Linked DNA regions of Gossypium arboreum: region 1 is linked to region 2. The links are chromatin contacts, called in public Hi-C maps. All regions are on one chromosome and are shown on one strand. The core of a region is the stretch at or near the end of the contact, and the rest is flanking DNA. Distances in the headings are between cores, read along the strand shown. Region 1 holds the start of LOC108469198 (transcription factor MYB8-like). Region 2 holds the start of LOC108467725 (probable alkaline/neutral invertase F).

The links. Hi-C and Micro-C count contacts between places; a contact is called where the count stands out from the background.
Region 1: a contact with region 2 is called in a Hi-C map of leaf, with 3 times the contacts expected there. The contact joins the promoter of LOC108469198 here to the promoter of LOC108467725 in region 2. A contact is called at or near these places in 2 of 5 Hi-C or Micro-C datasets (both in leaf).

The regions. Positions count from the first base shown.
Region 1 is chr8:27,780,427-27,786,181 of ASM2569848v2, forward strand. LOC108469198 (transcription factor MYB8-like) reads right to left here and starts at 3,123. Exons shown (of 2, transcript XM_017770096.2): 1 at 2,891-3,123; 2 at 1,885-2,790. The coding sequence starts at 3,023. The coding sequence ends at 2,096.
Region 2 is chr8:27,402,630-27,408,770 of ASM2569848v2, forward strand. It overlaps LOC108467725 (probable alkaline/neutral invertase F), which reads left to right and starts at 2,235. Exons shown (of 6, transcript XM_017768476.2): 1 at 2,235-3,263; 2 at 4,131-4,577; 3 at 5,205-5,763. The coding sequence starts at 2,451.

The DNA of each region.
Region 1 (5,755 bases), core at 1,873-4,372, 380 kb after region 2:
CACCCTCACGAGGACGTCGAACCTGAAGATGTCAAGAGTGGTTCCATAAGCGTAGCCTAAACTTATTATGCCGAAAACAAGGAAACGCAAGCCGCAAAAGGGGAGAGGAGGGAATGCAACATCAATCCACCGAATCCACCGTATCAAAAGTACTTTTCTTTACAACTAAAAAGTTAATTTCTACATTTCACCAAAAAAAAAAAGTTAATTGCTACTCCCGTCTGCTCTTCTCATTACGCGCAAATTCTATATTCTCATTTACAGTACATATTTATATGATTTGATGCGTTTACATTGATGCATCGTTAATGTCTAAATTTATACATTGAAAAAAATTTGAGATAATTAATTTTTTTAACTCGGGATTTTAAATAATTGAAGTGTATGAATAGACTAAAATATCAATAAATGATTTTTTAAATTACAAAAAAAATCAATTTTTTGAAAATTTACGGGAATGAGTTGGAAGTATTTTCTGTGTATCACCAATAAAAGTGATTTCAGTCACGGTTTTTTTTCACATCAGCACTAAAAGTGAAAGCACCAAATTTTGTTTGGTGCTACTTATTAATGTGAAAATAAAATTTACAAAACATACATTTATATACACTCAAAGTCTCATTTCTTTTATTTTTTTTAAATAATGTGGGAATCATATATGTGTATATATAGACTCATGAATAGGTTTGCAGCTTGTTCCTAAACAATATGAGATTGCTTCCTCTTTTAATTAACAACATATGATTAAATATTACACTATATTTTATAATTTTTTTTTTATTTTCATTTCCAGCAATTCCAAAGACGGGTAGCCGAAATTATAAGCTAAGCAATAGCAAGCAAATCATTTATGCTTTGTTTAATACTAAAATATGACTCTACGATCCAAACATATTAGATTAAAGTTTTGTGCATAATACCGTATTAGTTATATTTATATAACGTATAAGCCATGTGTATTAGTTTTAAGAAAATAAATTTAAAGTTAAAATTAAATCTCTATATCAAATTATTAAACAACAAAATGATGTGAATACAATATTAACACATGTGTTAATATCTATATAAATAAATTACTAATACTAATGCGTAGAATATATAAAAGTTTATAATACTCTGAACAAATAAAAATAATATTATGAATTGATATCATGAATAAAATTATAATGAATTTCAATACATCACTTTAAACAAAATTTTATTCAAAATAAATCATAATAACAAATTATGTCAAATATAAATACAACTATCAACGTGTAAAAATTTTCTTTAAAAAAACTAAAACATAAAACGAAAACATTTGTTACATTATAAATAAATTTTTAAACTCTATAAGTAAAAAATTATAAATATAGTGTAGCATTTAATCTTATGTTGTTAGTTAAAAGAGGAAGCAATCTCACAATGTCTAGGAACAAATCAGTAAACTTATTTATGAGTCTATATATACACATATCTCATATCCTACGTTACTTAAAAAAAAAAAGAGAAATGAAATTTTGGGTTTATATAAATGTTTGTTTTGTAAGTTTTATTTCCACGTTAATAAGTGGCGCAAAAAAAATAGTGCTGCCACTTTTAATAATTGCAAGCTTTCTACCAAAATTAACCCGTTCTTGTAAATTTTCAAAAATTCAACTTATTTCCTTAATTAAAAAAAAATTGGCGTGTAAATATTTACCCTTACCAGGCATTAAAATAAAAGTCCTAAGTTAATTATTAATATCTGCGTTTACGGTTAGTATATAAATCAATACATAATAATAAGTATTTTTAAAATTATAAAAATTTCAAATATTTAATAATTAATTTAACTTTGACTAACCGAATAATCCGAATAAATTTGCAAGAGGATAAAAGACACTACAATCAATGAAACAGGAATTTATTATCTGATCTCCTGAAATTTGAACCTTACCGAGCGAAGGCGTCCATATCATATTACAGAAATTACACAATTCACAGTTTATATATAAATTTATTCGGAAGGCCACTACTGGAGGGCTAGAAAGTAAGCCGGTAAAAGCTAAGCCTCATTTCATCTAACTTTATTGGGAGAAAATCTCATTCCACCTGCAGGCATGATTAATTTCTATCAGATGAGAAATGATTCAGCGAAATCATCCAACTGCAGTTGATCTTCGTCTGTCCTCAAAAGCTGCAGATACTCTTCGTAAAGCTTCTCTAGAGAATTCTTGTCTCCACTTGCTGGTAAACCAGAGTGGCACTCCAAATCTGAAAGCAGCCCAGTCCCGTTTTCACCATCGTTGACATATTCTGACCAAGGGCATTTTATAGCTTCGGTATCTAAAGCCCCTTCCCCTCGTTGGCTCGAAGACACTGTGCTAAACCTAGTACATTGGTCGAAGCTGTCGTTTCTGGGTAAAAAAGCTGTAGTTATCCTACTTGGTTTTGGGAGATGGAGTTTGGGTATCACTGCAGGCTCATGTGTTGCATTTGCCTTCTTCGGGTTCTGCTTGTTATTGCTGCCTCTGTTGTTGTTTTTCTTCTTCACTTGTTGAACTACTGGCTTTGGTAGTGTCTGGTGGGTATTGGGGTCGATTCCTTGGCTTAGGAGTCTTTTGCTCAGATTGGTGTTCCAGTAGTTTTTAATCTCGTTATCAGTTCGACCCGGGAGCCTTCCGGCAATGAGAGACCAACGATTGCCGAGAAGAGAATGTAATCTGATGATGAGATCGTCTTCATCTGGGGATATATTTCCTCTTTTAATATCTGGTCTTAGATAGTTCATCCATCTCAGCCTGCAACTCTTTCCACACCTAAGTAGCCCTGCAAGTTCCACAGATTTGGCAAGAAAAAATAAAGCATTTTAGTTTCAGACGAAGTACTAGTGCCTTGTGGATTTGTGAAAATTGAGGAATTTAGCTACCAGCTTTCATGGGAAGTGATCTCCAGTGACCTTCATCATGAGCTTGAATGTAGTTTACAAGCAATGTGTCTTCTCTTGAAGTCCATGGACCTTTATGCAACCCAACTTTTGAACAACATGGAGACCTACCCATCACTCCCTCTCTTTCTCAAATGCTTATCAAGCATTGAAACAATTGGAAGACATGAGAAAGGGAGAGAGAGAGAGAGAGAGAGAGAGTTTAAAGACCAGGAGTCCCAAAAGCTTGGGGGTTCTGTCTTATAAAACCGTTAAAAGTAATATGGGTTAATTCTATCACATGTCCACAATTATAGCCCAAATTTTAAATTAGTCTCCAAACTTAAAAATATTTTATTTTAGTCATTAAATTATTAGTATCGTATTTATCATGTACTTTCATAAATTAGCTATCAACTTGGATATTAAATGTTAGCTTAGATTGATGTGGAACATTCATAAAACAGGTTGGCTGATATAGTAAGATACTTGCACTCCCAAAAGAGATGTAACACCACTCACACGATTCGATCAACGAACCCAAGCTTAGGGATGCTACAATGAAATATAGGAACATTCACATGCAAAGATTAGCAAGAAATTTCGTTTTAAAATCGTTAAAACATTTCTGAACACATTTAAAAGCAATCATCAATAGATTAAAGCATGTTTAAGATTCCATTGGAAAAAAATCTGGAAAAAAATCTAAAACATAAGTGCCAAGATTATCCACCAAAATAGGTCGCCAAATGACTATCTACCAAAGATGATGTACAAGTCAGTTCGCCAATTTTTCTCGCATATACTCCACAAGCTATGACCACTCGCTTCAGACGTGTCCGTCATGTTGGTTCGCCTCTAGACTATATGTCATATCGTCTTGATTTCACATAGTCCGTATATTAAATCATGCTTGGATTATCCGCCATGAATACTTACACAATTACTATCCATGGTTTTGAACGTACTTGTAACATCCATTTATAAACTTGTATTTATGAAGTCTGCCATGAAACCAAAAATAACTTTACAAATTCAAGGCATGCATTCATTTCCATTCAAGCAATTACTTATTAATGCCATACACATGAATAAACGTCATCAACATATATATAAATACCCATAACTTATATCATCAACTATTCACATTCTCAAAATAGACTTGTCTATAATATAAACTTATATACATGCCACTTGACTGAATGTAAGTTTAAACGTAAAATCTACCAAAATAGGAACGAGATAGTATGAGTTGTGGATTGATACGTCTGCCGAGTTTTACAAAATATAATTACAAGAACATGGAAATTAAACAGAGTAAACATTAAATGTGCTTAGTAAGTTCATAGGTTTCTAAACATAAAACTCACCTCACTAAACAATAATATAACTAACTTAACTAAAACACATTTTTCCTTGACAATACATTTCATAGGTACAAGGTGAGTGCATTTGTAACAGCCCGATTTAGACCCTAGTCAGAATGATAGTTTTGAGACCACGAATCCGAGTCAAAAAAATATTTAAAAATTATTTTTTGTAAATCATGTACGATGCAAATGAAGAATATATGTGTATGTGGTATGTGTATTCGGCTTGTGAATGAATAACTTGTGTATCATTGAAATGTTTCTTAAATATGTGCATATATGATTTGGTATATTCGACCATATAGGTAATATAAATATATATGTGATGTTATACTATGATTCTTGAGCTTGCGTATATGAGTAAATGTATGTATGGTTTATTATGACTATTTGGTTTGGAAGTTGATTAATAATATGATAAAATGACCATGTGAGTATTCGGCCTAGGTGGATAATTGTCTATGAAAATGTATTAATTATGGGATTTGTAGGTTTGAGGTCAAGCATGGTAATGTTAATGTAATTCGTTTAGTTAATATGAGTTAACTGTATTATTGAGTTGTTTATTTTCTTATGACTTACTAAGCTATAAAAGCTTACTCTATGTGTTCATGTTATTCTATTTTATAAATTTTTTTGGGTCAAGTTACGAGCTGGGGGATCGTCAGCAAAGTTCATCACACTTTCTACTAGTTCGGTATTTAAATAATTGAATTAGAATTATGGCATGTATAGGCTGGAATGTGTTTTGAAATGTTGGATTTTGATTTTGTATTTCAGCCATGCGAAAATGGCTTAATTTCCATGTTCATTTGGGTTATGTTTTGATTATGGTTTGAGCTCACTTTTGGTTATAATGCTATATACTATGCATGAATGGTTTATGTGATAAATGCTATATGTTTTGGAAATGGCTTGATAATGGTTGGTGAAGTTGGAAATGGTTGATGTAATGATCATCTATGTATACATTTTCATAGCATGATTAATTGATTCGACTAAGGATTTGCGTAGGTAAAACATATAATAATTGGTTTAAAAAAATTATTTTAATAATGTATTGGTATATTTGGACATAAGATGGAATTGAATAAGATGGTTATGTTTAAGTTGTGATTCAGCATTTCTTATATAAATATTTATGCATATGATAATTTGACTTGATTTGTTTGATACATGGTATTTAAGATTTATTTTTTTGAATATGTTTATATGTGGTTAACTTCTTGTAATGATAGAAATAATCTCCTTTAGTTGATAAGTATTTTCGGTCAAACTTAGTTGGATTATGATTGCATGCTTAAACTTGGTTACTATGAATTTGCTATTAAAGTTGGGTCATGAATGACAATAAATGAACCATAGCTTAAGATGTCCGAATGTTGACCGTTATTTGGTTATTGAATATGTAACTTTAGACATATTGATTGGCATAGGTAATAAGTGTACTTTTGGGTGGTGTGTGTGTTCATAAATTGGTTAAATTTACTAAGGCCAA
Region 2 (6,141 bases), core at 985-3,484:
TAAGTCAAGAATAGGCATCATTAAGCTTGCCTCTAACCGAATGCATGCACCATAATTCCCCTCATGTGGCCGATTATGCTTAGTCATTCTTGCATAAAATCAAAAATAAATTGCAAGATTTTCACATCATATGTGTACTAGGCCGAATGTACATGCAAATTTCACAACATTCTTCAACAAACTTCTTCTTTAAACAACATATTCATCACTTTCTTCATAATCAAAATATCATGTGCAATCATATATACACATATAAGTGCAAGGTCAATTTCAAGGTGTCCATAGCCATCCAAAACACAAATTTTAACTAACATGCAAGAAGCATGAACCATGCTCATGAATGCATCATGGCCGAATACATCACAATCATGACCCTTTCAACTTCAATCATGGTTAAACAAAAAAAAAACTCAATGTCTTACTTAAAATTGGTACAAAGAAGTTTCAAGAGTAGTCAATCCATCATTGCATGCATCATTAGCAAGCTTCACATTTAGCATGCAATGGCTTTAACACCACATTTACTTTGGCCGAATTTCATTCCCATGACATTGCAAAGATTTGAACCATGGGATACCAAGAACATCAAGCTATCAACTAAAAACATGCATGAATTTCATGGCACAATCTCAAACATACCTTAATCTTGATGCAAGTTTAGCCAACCTCTCCCTAATCCTCTTCCAAAACAAACATGAAGCAAAATTTCTTCCTTCCTCTAGTATTTTCGGTCAAGAGAGAATGCAAGGTTGGATGAACAATTTTTTTCTTTTTTTCATCTACAATACACGGCAATGGGGTTTCACACTCACACTCACATTTTTTTTTCTTTCTTTATTACCCATGCTTATTAGTTTATCATTTCTCCCTAATGCCCAACAAAACATGTTTCATGACATGTTTAGCCCATGATTCCTTGTCATGGCGGCCACTACATCTTGGGGGAAATTTGACATGCAAGTCCTCCCTTTGACTACATGCACTATTAGGTCCTTATAGATTAGCCTTTCACTTTTCAAAAGTGTCACACAAGTCCTACTAACCTAATTCACATGCAATCGGCTAAATCGAACTTGAAATTTTCACACATTCATAATTACATATTCTAGACAATAAATTTTACATTCAAACATTTCGGTGACTCGGTTTAGCGGTCCCGAAACCACTTCCTGGCTAGGGTCAATTTTGGGCTGTCACAGGATTTGTGGTCTCGAAACCACTATTCCGACTAGGCTCTATTTTTGGATGTTACACTAATTCACTAAGTAATAATCCTAACTCTCTCTCTACTTGTCCAACTTTTGACCTTAGAATGGGTAAACTGACTTCTTTCGACTCTATCCCTCATTTTCATCCATTTCCATTAATACCATGCATCAATAGAAACATGAAGAGCTGTTTTACAACTTCCATAGAAATGAGGTTCCAATCAAATCTATGATGCACAAGTGTGTAGTGCAGTTCGTTCCCATACATAAGCAACATTCAAACTGTATGGGTTTCAATTTTTATTTTATTCTTCTTTTATAAAATTTTAATTATTTTCTACAATTTTAGGAATTTTTAAATGCAATTTTATAAAATTTTATACTTACATTGAAAAATAATTTCTTAATAAATTTATTTTTTTAAAATTTGTATCCGTTTTAATTTTTAGAATTAAGATGTCAATGAAATTTTTTTAAAACTTTTAGGACTAATTTTTTTTATTGAATAGCAGTAAATTGATAGAATGCCTAAATATTGGAGGGTTAAATTTGCTCGTATGTCGATAAAGAAAAGCCCATGTTAAACCTTCGTTATTGATTTTACGGTTGAGTGACAAAAAATTCTAATTTTGAGAGCTTTGGTGACTCTATTAAAAAACTTTATAATTAAGTGACTAAAATAGAATCACTCTCATAATTGAGTGACCAAAATAGAATAACTCTCATGGTTGGGCGACTATTTGTGTTGTTTACCCAAAAGAAAAATGGAAGAGTTTATGGGTTTGTTTGTGTTCCCTTTGGCGCCCAAAGCCCAACGGCCTCCAAGGTCCCACTATAACTCCTCCCGCCACTAAAAACTGAAAGAAGTTCACAAACAATTTTGTTAATCTCTAAAACGCCCCTCCATTATGAACTTCCTACTTGTCACCCAGGGAACGAAACGGAGAGGGGCAATTTCGTAGATAAACTAAGTATTGAGACCTATTCTTAAACAACTTCCACACTTTATTTTTTTTTTCCAACCTCCAAAACGAACCACAATTCGGTACCCAATCGCTCACGCCCTTTAGGCTTCCATCTCTGATCCATTTTTGCATTTTTTTCCTTGTCCGTCTCTCACTATTCTCTCCAGCAGTTTCAGTCTCTACGAAACGAAGAGGGAAGACCTGAGAAAGTTATCTCTCTCTAGAGGGCACGATATTGTGCATTTGTGCTGCTCATATTTGATTCTCTTCTTTAAGAATGTCAACTTTGAGATCCCCGTGTGATCTTTTAGAAGATGTAAAGGAAGCAGAGGTGGTTCCTGCGCTTTATTTTACTCTTTCAGTCGGAGATAGTGAGAAAGAACTTGGAGATTCATCGGAAAAAGAGGTGAAATCGCCTGATTTTTTTATCGTTCTTAAACACGAAGGACAGTGCATCGTGACGCCTATCGAAGAACAACCTTCGGAGACTACCACGGAGAAAGGAGCTGACGACGCGAGTGAGAAATCTTTTGATTTTATCATGTTTGAGAAGTCTAAATTTACCGAGAAATCCCTGTGTTCACAAAATGAAGAGGAAGAAGCTCTTGAATCTCCTGAGGAAGCTTCGCAAACTGAAAATGTAAAATGGACGGATAATGGAAAGACATCTCTAGAATCAAACCAGCGAGAGAGTCCAAAAATATCAACAGAGATATTTCAAGACACAGTCGGAAAAGAAGAGTCATCCAAATCGGAGGAAGAAAATGAATCGACTGACAAACTTGATAAGCCGATGAAGACGTTAAGAGTGCAGAGCAACGAGAACATCTCCAAATCCAATAATGCAAACGTGGCGCAGATGTCACTGAAACCGTCTCCTAGTGTAGGTTCGAGTCTCGAGAACTTGGAACTCGACAGTTTATTGCCTGCGGTCAGATCCGTCGATAGTCCTCTAGGGAGTACGGAAAACGGTGCGATGTTGGAAGAAGCGTGGGAGGGACTACAAAAATCTTACGTATATTACAAAGGCAAGCCTGTCGGTACGCTCGCTGCTATGGATCCTATCGCCGAGGCTTTGAATTACAATCAGGTATATTATGTTTAGTTTTTTGTCATCGTTTTTGTTTTCTTTTGATTTTTCAAATCCAGATATCTCCCTTGTTTTGTTATATTATCATTTTCTTTTGTTTGGCTATTTTGCAATGAAGCTTCATTTGTCTTAGGTGTTTTCTCAACGGTCTTTCTTTAGCCTTCAAATCCATGCTTGTTAGAATCCATTTTATCTTCAGAATTTTGCTTACTGCTGTTCGCTTTCGCTATAGCATTTTGAGGCATTTTCTGTTTTTGTGAATGGTGTTAAGGAAATTCCTGTTTTACATGCATGATAACCATCTATATCTATTTCTTATGCTTATTTTCCATCCATGATAATCATCTATATCTATATCTAATTCTTCTTCTTATTCTTCTACTTATATAACTTCGGTTCCTGTTATGATTTGCTACGAAAGTTCTTGTGCCTTTTAGTTCTGTGATCTTTTCGTCTTCACCTGGAAAATATGTGGTCTAATGTACACTTCTTGACTTGCCCTTCATATATCTGCAAATTTCGTGGTAATGCCGGAGGAACTAATTAATTATTATATTATATTGTGAGTGGCATAAGTCGTTTCATCTTCAATTTTTATTTTAAAACAAACGAGGAAGAGAGTTTTCCATACAGGTGAAGATTAACGATCTTTGTAGATGCCTTTGAGAGGAATTACCGTACGTCATTGTTACATAGCCACAGACTAAAAACATGCATTATTGCTTGATCAAATTCATAGTGCTTCTGTTTTTCTGAGTTTGATAGCTAGCCCATAATGTTATGATTTCAATGAAGTTAAAAGCCTTATTAATGCAGGGGTGCCCTATTGAACTCAATCAATATTCTTTCCCCATTCTTATATTGCAGGTTTTCATAAGAGACTTCGTTCCCAGTGGCTTAGCCTGTCTAATGAGACCTGCCAATGCTGGTGGCGATCCAGAGATAGTAAAGAACTTTCTGTTAAAGACTCTCCACCTTCAAGGTTGGGAGAAAAGAATTGACAATTTTACACTTGGGGAAGGTGTCATGCCTGCAAGTTTTAAAGTACTTTACGATTCGCATAGGCAGAAGGAAACCTTGGTTGCAGATTTCGGTGGTAGTGCAATAGGAAGAGTTGCACCTGTTGACTCTGGGTTCTGGTGGATCATATTGCTAAGGTCGTATACCAAATGCACGCATGATTATACTCTCTCAGAACTACCTGAGGTGCAGAAAGGAATGAAGCTGATACTTAATCTTTGCCTTTCAGATGGTTTTGACACTTTTCCTACACTTCTGTGTGCAGATGGGTGTAGCATGATTGATAGGAGGATGGTGAGTCTTCTAGTTATTATAGAAGTTTCCTTTAACTTTATATAGAAGTACTTGTTTGAAAACATGATCGGGAATTAGACTGGTTATTGTCACAACTGCTCCTAGTGTTAAGCGTAATTGCCAATCTAAGCCACTTCGAATCTTCTTCTATTTTCATTGTTCTAGTACCCTTAGATCCTGTGATCAGTCTCTGCATGATTTTGTTCTGGCCCTAGTCTAGTACCAGACGGCTAAAGGGTTTTCCCCCTAAATTCTTGCTTGTTTTTGTGAATGAGTAATGTGATGTAGTTCATATATTATTGTTTGAACTCATTTTATTCACTACGGGGCAAAGCTGGAAAATTTATATTGGGGAGCTAGAATTGAACTGTAAATTCTTTTGGGGCCAATACACAAAATTTACCATTTTATTAGTTATTACTTTACAAATTTTAAGAGCCTAAAAGGGAAATTTTACCAAACCAAGGGGGCCAAGGCCCTTGCCTTCCCCCTGGTGCCGCCCCTGCTGCAATGCTTTGAGTTGTTTTGATATTTGGTCGGTCGCTCCTACTCTTTTTCTTCTTTTTACCCTCATTGCTCTGAACTGAGTTTAATTAGTGGAATTTAATGTGCTTCCTTTTTGGGCAGGGAATTTATGGGTACCCCATTGAGATTCAAGCACTTTTCTATTTTGCACTGAGGTCTTCTAGGCAGATGCTAAAACCAGAGCGAGATGGCAAGGAACTAATTGAGCGTATCGATAAGCGCATCAGAGCTCTCAGTTTTCACATCCAAAAATACTACTGGCTTGATTTCACACAGTTAAACAACATATATCGCTACAAAACTGAGGAGTATTCCCACACTGCTGTCAACAAATTTAATGTCATCCCAGAGTCTATTCCTGATTGGGTGTTCGATTTTATGCCCTTACGTGGGGGATATCTGATTGGTAACGTCAGCCCAGCTCGAATGGATTTCCGCTGGTTTCTGGTTGGAAACTGCATTGCAATCTTGAGTTCACTAGCTACACCTGCACAAGCAACAGCAATTATGGATTTGATTGAGGAGCGCTGGGAGGACTTAATAGGAGAGATGCCTTTGAAGATAGTTTATCCAGCTTTGGAGGGTCATGAATGGAGAACTGTCACTGGGTTTGATCCAAAGAACACACGGTGGAGTTACCACAATGGTGGATCATGGCCAGGTATTTCTCATGTACTTACAGTTCCATAGTAAGTTATTTGCAGAGTTCAATGATTTAAGTTGCCTTGTCGCATCATATGATATTGCTTTTAGCTGGATCATTTATATTTCCAGTGCACAACAGGCAAGCTCGAGATCATGTAGCCTTTCAGGATTAACCAGCATAATCTTATGATTAGACTTAGTAGGGTGTCGAACCTTCTTTTTATTAGACGAGGGATTCTCCTTCTTGCATTTCGGCGAGGTACCGGTGTCGTCCCTTAGGCAATGTGTTTAGCCGGGGCTTTGGTGGTTTTCGGCCTTTCTTAATCTTAGGCCCAACAGTGTTAATAGATTGCATCCAACGAATTTAGAAAGCTCAAGAATGAAATGAATATGA